Linked DNA regions of Pan troglodytes: region 2 is linked to region 1. The links are chromatin contacts, called in public Hi-C maps. All regions are on one chromosome and are shown on one strand. The core of a region is the stretch at or near the end of the contact, and the rest is flanking DNA. Distances in the headings are between cores, read along the strand shown.

What was found. Hi-C and Micro-C count contacts between places; a contact is called where the count stands out from the background.
Region 2: a contact with region 1 is called in a Hi-C map of stem cell-derived neural progenitor cells, with 2.4 times the contacts expected there. The contact joins the promoter of PTPRS here to the enhancer-like site in region 1. A contact is called at or near these places in 2 of 7 Hi-C or Micro-C datasets (blood and stem cell-derived neural progenitor cells) and 1 of 1 datasets of contacts at active chromatin or transcription factors (stem cell-derived excitatory neurons).

What each region holds. Positions count from the first base shown.
Region 1 is chr20:7,394,750-7,398,177 of NHGRI_mPanTro3-v2.0_pri, forward strand. It overlaps KDM4B (lysine demethylase 4B), which reads left to right. Exons shown (of 23, transcript XM_054673182.2): 6 at 857-1,050. Among named protein-coding and RNA genes, the nearest start is that of KDM4B, 81 kb to the left of the region's middle. Within about 2 kb of position 1,847, at least 11 of the 24 cell types and tissues checked have an H3K27ac peak or open chromatin away from gene starts, as enhancers often do. A contact at or near this core is called in stem cell-derived neural progenitor cells, where this site is marked.
Region 2 is chr20:7,689,616-7,693,043 of NHGRI_mPanTro3-v2.0_pri, forward strand. It overlaps PTPRS (protein tyrosine phosphatase receptor type S), which reads right to left and starts at 1,676. Exons shown (of 32, transcript XM_054673216.2): 1 at 1,528-1,676.

The DNA of each region.
Region 1 (3,428 bases), core at 597-3,096:
TTGGGACAGGATGGGGTTTGTTTGCTTGTGGCATTAAGAATAGATGTGCCTGGCGGGTGGGGATTCCGTTCTTGTTTGCCTAGTTCTGAAAACTGTCTTCGTCTCCTCGGTCAGAAGCTGTGGAAGGGCTGTCACTGGGCCTTGGCTCCGGTACCATCGCTGGGTTAGCCCCAAGTGGTGACTGTTTTTCTCCTTCCGTGTCATTGACTTAGAGGCGTGTTAATTATGCACTCCCAAACTGCAGACTTCACAACAAGGCCTCCACCCAGCAGGAAGCACGCAGCTCAGTGGAATCTGACAGGCCCTGCCTGCCTGGTGCACGCTGGCATGTGCGATGGGGCCCTTCCTGGAAGGGCCAAGCTGGCGGTGAGCCCTTCAGAAAAGGTGTCTGGGCTGGGTATGGCGGCTTATGCCTGCAGCCCCAGCGCTTGGAGGGGCCAAAGTGGGAGGGACCATTGAGCCCAGGAGTTCGAGACCAGCCTGGGCAACAGAGTGAGACTTCATCTCTACAAAAAAAAAATGTAAAAATTAGCCAGGTGTGGTTTCTCACGCCTATAGCCTATAGTCCCAGGTACTCAGGAGACTGAGGCTGGAGGATTACCTGAGCCTGGGAGGTTGAGGCTGCAGTGAGCTATGATTCTGCCACTGCACTCCAGCCTGGGCAAGAATCTCACACAGAGTAAGACCAGCCCCTGGTCTGCAGGGTATGACCAGCCCCTGGGGGGGCCGCAGATACTGGGGTGGAGGAGGATGGGCAGCGACCCCTGGGACTCTGGGGAGAATTAGCCTGCACCCCAGGGCTCGCAGGTTCTGGGGGTGGCCGGGCGGTTGCCGACACTGCTCTGCCGCCCCACAGGACGTGGCCCAGTGGAACATCGGGAGCCTCCGGACCATCCTGGACATGGTGGAGCGCGAGTGCGGCACCATCATCGAGGGCGTGAACACGCCCTACCTGTACTTCGGCATGTGGAAGACCACCTTCGCCTGGCACACCGAGGACATGGACCTGTACAGCATCAACTACCTGCACTTTGGGGAGCCTAAGTCCTGGTGAGTGTCTGCACTGGCCCTGCCGCCGGCCGGACCGAGAGCCCGTCGGGAGGGGGTCGATCCCGGGTACATGGCTGGGCGCCGTGGCAGGGGCCCCACCAGGTGAGGCCGCAAAGGTCGGCCTATGACGGCTGGAGATCTTCCGGACCGCCTGGGGTCACCCACCAGCTTTGGGGTGGGGGATGTGCACCCCCAGAGCCGAAGCTCCCAGACCCCTAGAGCTTGCGCTTTGTACCCCGGAGTGCCCCCCATTGAGCTGTGAGCGGCCCCAGGTGTCCCCATGGCCAGGAGCGTGGTCTTGAGCCTCCTGAGCTGCCCAGGCTGTGCTGCCTCACAGCCAAGTGGAGACGTTCCTGGTGAAGGGACACTGTCCATGCTGCCCAGAGGGGCCTGGCCAGGATGACCCTGCAGCCGCTCCCTCGCAGTCTCCGCCCTGGCACATCTGGGCCAGGCCCTACAGTTAGGAGGGCAGGGCGTGGCGCTGCAGCCCTGTGTGGAGTGTGGTGGACCTGCCCCTGCCCGGGAGGTGCCGGGTGCAGCGTGGGCGCTGCTGTGGCGGGCTGAGTTCCAGGACCTTCTCCTGGCTCCCTGTGCACGTCCGCAGCGAGGCCGTGTGGGGGTGTGTGTGAATGTGCACGTGTGCGCGCGCATGTGAGTGCGCACGTGAGTGTGTGAGTGTGAGTATGCACGCGTGTGTGCGCCCCTGTGTCACTGGGCTCTGCTTGTGACTGCGGAACCTGCTGGGTGCTCCGCGGGGCTGCCCTGCGCTGTCCTCCAAGGGCCGCTAGGTGGCGCTCCCGCCCTTCCCGGGGCCGCGCTCACGCCTGGAATCTTCCCAGGCCGTCCTCGCGCTGGAGGAGAACGGAGCCTCTGCCTGGAGGGCGTGGGAGCTCCGCCTTGCCTGGCCCTTCCCTGGGTTGGAGTTGTAAGCGGGGAGAGGGGGGCGGGGGAGAATGCTGTACCTCTTCGTTAAAAAAAAGCACAATGAGCAGGAAGGGGCGAGCTGTGCGCATCCTCACCTGCGTCCCAAGCGCAGGTGGAGCCCAAGGGGAAGGCCCTGTAGAGGACCCCATGTGACTTGGGGCAAAGCGTGGCCTCCCAGGGGTGCGTGGGCAGCGGGAAGCCCATGGTGTGACCGGGTTTGTGCCTCCATAGGGACCGTCTGCCCTGTGCAGAGAGCCCCTGTGGGGCGGGAAGTGGCGAGCAGCCGGCAAGGAGGCCCAGCCAGACAGAAGCAGGGGGGTCAGGGACATGGGAGATGGGGGACCAGCCAGTGAGTCAGACATGAGGACTTCAGTGCCAAGGACTGCAGTGCCAGCAGCTCGGTCTCCTGTGAGGGGCCCCGGGGGTTGCTGGCTGTCGTGGGAGCCTGGGCTGGGGGAGACCCTGGGGCTGGGGCTGCTATGGGTCAGATGCCAGGGCCGGGGGTGCCTGCTGCTAGGTCAGAGGGGCCTCTGCGGGAGGAGGCGACAGTGGCTCCCTGGAGGCGGCAGTGGGGCCTGGCCACAGGCCGTCGGAGGGACTGATAGGGATGCGCCAGGAGCCGAGGGCCTCTCCTGAGCTGGTTCATCCAGGACGCAGCCTCTGAGGGCATCCCGCACCTCTCCCCGAATGCCCCTCACTGCACCCCTCCTCTGCTTCGCCTGGTGCCGCAGGCGTCCAGCTGCCACCCCCATGTCTACCCTTCCCCATGACCCGTCATGGGAGATGGCTCAGGGGAGACAGCCGGGGCGGGGCAGCATTGAGTAGGCAACAGTTCTTTCGGGAAGGGAATTCCGGAAGCGCCCTGACCTTGGTCTTGGTTTCTGCCCAGGAAGGGGTGGGGATGGCAGGGGTGGGGCCTGGCATGAGGGGCCTGAGAGGAGCCACAGTGTAGGCTCTAGCTGCAGGGCATGCCCTCAACCCCCCAGAGCTCCCCACTCGCCCCCACAGTCAGCTCAGCCTGCTTAGCACGCAGGGCCCCTTCGCTGCTCTCTCACCAGGGCTGAGGCGGGGCCCCAGATGTTCCCACGGCACCCCATGCCTGCGACAGGCATAGACCAGGTGACCCCAGCATTAGCCAAGGTCTACTACGGGCTATCAGTCCTCCCCAGCAGATGGTAGGGGCCCTGGTCACCCCGTGTCCCAGCTCCCAGCAGGGGCCTGGCACAGAGAGGCTTGGTGACTTGCCGGAGCCTCTTGGATCCTCACTGTGTGCTGTGGGAGCTGACTACCCCTCCAGGCTGCCCTCCCAACTTGCAGGGGGGTGGGGACAAGGTAACTGGAAAGAGTGCCTGGCTTCTGGTCCTTGGGCTGGGGTTCAGGAAGCTACTCAGGCCCCTGGGAGATGCTTCCCCCCTCTCCCCTCCTCGGGCCCTTGGGGTAGGTAGGGCTCCCAG
Region 2 (3,428 bases), core at 426-2,925, 290 kb after region 1:
CTCGGCCAGAGGCAGGAGGACCCCATGCTCAGAAGGGGGCTCCCCTAGATTGTGACGGGGGGGGGACAGGGGAATCCCAGCTGAGCCCAGAAGGGGGAGGCAAGGCACCCCCAATGAGGCTCTGGGAGGTTTGTTAATTTGGGGGAATGAGGTCCCAGGAGGTGGCTGGATTTGAGGAAGGGTTGCAGAGGAAGGGGCGTTCTTGGAAGCTGCATATTTAGGGACCCACGAGAAGACGATTTGAGACTGGGGAAAGAGGGTCAACCGAAGAAGGAGGTCCCAGATTTGGGGCGGGGGGTGTGGTTGAAAAAAAGATTCCCAGTTTGTGGGAAAGGTTCCCTGATTTGAGGATTCTAGAGAGAAAGCGGCCGAAGGGGAGTTCCCCAATTTGGGAACGGGGGGAATTGGGAAATGTCCAGGATTTGTAGGGGGAGGTCCGAAGGGGAGGATCTTAATTTTAGGAGAGATTCCCATCAAGAGAGATGAACTTGGCCGCAGCCTGGCCGAACCCTCGCACCCACGGCGCGGGCACTCTAACCTGGGGGGCTCCCCTCAGGGCACGCCCCGCGCCCCCTTTAACCCGGTGCCGACGGCCCCGCCCCCCGGGATGACGTCACCTCCCCTCCCCCCGCAGCCCCCGGGGGCTCCCGGGGCGTGCGGAACCCGCGGGGCTGGCGGTTCCAGGGGCGGCTTCCCCACTCTCGGGATCCCCACGGGGCCCCCAGCGCGGAGGGGAGACTGGGGTGCTGGGCGTGCGCGTCTGCCTGCCAGAGCCCCTGGGGCTGGGGGCTGAGGCTCGCCCCTGGGTGGGGAGGCTGGAAGGGGGCGCCGGGGCCGCAGAAGGGTGGGGCAATGCCCGAGTGCCGGAGGGGCGACCTCCCATAAGGCAACGACAGGGCCCGGAGTGTTCCAGCGGAGACGGCGTAGACTCGGGGGTCTCCAGGGGAGGGGGACCCGGAGAGGGAAGGCGGCGGGCGCAGCAGCCCTGGAGCCACCCTGCCTGGAGCCACCCGTCCCGGCTCCTCTCCGCTCCGGGGCGCCCGCACGCCCCCCATCCCCCGGCACAGCGCCCCCTGCCTCCAGGACCCGCCCGGGGACCCGGGCCGGGCGCCGCCGGGGCCGGCAACCGCTCCGCACACACGCGCGCCCCCCTCCGCGCCTCTGCCCCGCCCGCAGCCCGGGGTGGTGCAGCCGGCGGCGCTGGGCAGCTTCCAACGCCGCGCTCCGGGCGCTTCCAGCCCAGCCCCCTCCCACGCCGCGGACGAAGCCCCCCAGCCCCCCCTGCCGAGCGCCCCCAGCGCGGCCCCGGCCCAGTCCCTCGGGGCATTGTCCGGGCGCAGCTACCGGGGCGCAGCGGCTGGGCGTGCAACTGGCTGCAGCCGAGCATCCTCCGAGCACAATGGCCGTGCAGGCTTCCCCGGCACAAAGCCGGCGCGCTGCCCACTCGGCTGCCTCCGAGACCCCCCTTGGAGCGCCTGCATTTTTTTTTCCTCTAATCCATGATTTTTTTTTTTTTTTTGGCTTTACCTGGAGGCTGGCTGGGCTGGGCTCCCCCGGCTCTGCCCCGCTTCACATCCTGGCTGTTGCATGGGATCCGAGCGGAGCCCGAGCGCCAGCGGCTCGCGGCGTGCGCGCGCCGGCCGGGCTGCCGGGCGGGCGGCGCGAGGACACTCACTGCGGCTCGCGCTCCCCTAGCTCCGGCTCGCGCGCCCCCCCAGCCGGTGACGTCATCCCTTCCGCCAGCGCCGCCGCCGCCGCCGCCGGGTCGGGGGCAGGGCCGGCCCGTGCGCGTCACTGCGCAGCCGCGCGGCCGCCACGCCCCCCGGCCAATGGGACGGCGCAGCGCGGTCACGTGGCCCCGGGGTGTTTAAAGGGCCGCGGGAGCACGTGGGGAGCGGGGCTTCGCGGGACACGTGGGCGGCTGCGGTGGTGGTGATGGTGGCGGCGGCGGCGGCGGGAAGGGCCCCTGGGGCTACTGTCCGTGCGGGAGCCCCAGCGTCCTGGGTGCAAAGGGCATGGCACTTTCTGTGCGCTGCCCTAAACTGTGCCAGGGCTCCCCAGTACCCTTGGAATAAAATCCCGCCTCCTCTCTGCAGCTCGCCGTTTCACATTAGCGCCCATTACCCTGTCCCCTCCCCCCCACCATGTCAATGATCCAGAAAAACCAGCTGCTCCTTCTTTGCTTTTTAAGAGATGGGGTCTGCCACCTGGGCCTCAGTACAGTGGTATGATCATAGCTCACTGCAGCTTCAAACTCCTGGGCTCAGGTGATCCTCCCGCCTCAGCCTCCTGAGTAGTTGGGCTCAGGTGATCCTCCCGCCTCAGCCAGCTTCTTACAGTTCCTCTAACTTGAGCATCCAAGATCTTCCCCTTCTCATCTTTCCAATTTCTGCTCAAATAAGCAGCGCCTGGGAGAAGCCCTCCCTGACAACAGCTACCAGCCACGCCCCACTCCACTCTATCCCATTATCCCGGTTTGTTGTTGTTGTTGTTGTTGTTTGTTTGTTTGGTTTTGAGTTGGAGTCTCACTCTGTCGCCCAGGCTGGAATGCAGTGGCGTGATCGCGGCTCGCTGTAACCTCCGCCTCCTGGATTCAAGCTATTCTCCTGTCTCAGCCTCCGGAGTAGCTGGAATTACAGGCGTGCTGTCACCACGCCTGGCGAATTTTTGTATTTTTGTTAGAGACAGTGTTTCACCATGTTGGCCAGGCTGGTCTTGAACTCCTGACCTTAGTGATCCGTCCACCTTGGCCTCCCAAAGTGCTGGGATTACAGGCGTGAGCCACCGCGCCTGGTCCCATTATCCCGTTTTTATTCTAGTTACACTACAGTGTGGCTCCAGAGATCCCTATGTGTAGGCTGAACACATGAATGAATGGATGATGGAGCACTTCTTATAGAGTAAGCACTTTACACAGGTCTCACCTAATTACCATCCCCTGCTTCCCTGTAGTCAGGACGAGCCACAGTTGGAACCCAGCTAAAACACTGACTTGCTGTGTGAGGCCCTGAGCCTCACTTTCCCCATCTGTAGAGTGGATTTGCCTCTGGATCTCAGCTCTCATCTGTAAAATGGGGCAAGGTAGCCCCTACTCCTAAGGAGGGTGTGATGACGAATTGCTATAATGTGGCAGCCTGGCTGCCACTGGTGCCTGAAGATGGAATAATAAGAAAAAAGAGGCCGGGCCCGGTGACTCATGCCTGTAATCCCAGCACTTTGGGAAGCCAAGGTGGGCAGATCACTTGTCAGGAGTTCGAGACCAGGCTGGCCAACATGGCGAAACCCCATCTCTACTAAAAATACAAAAATTAGCCGAGCGTGGTGGCAGGTGCCTGTAGTCTCAGCTAGTTGGGAGGCTGAGGCAGGAGAAACTCTTGAACCCGGGAGGCAGAGGTTGCGGTGAACCAATATCACACCACTGCACACTC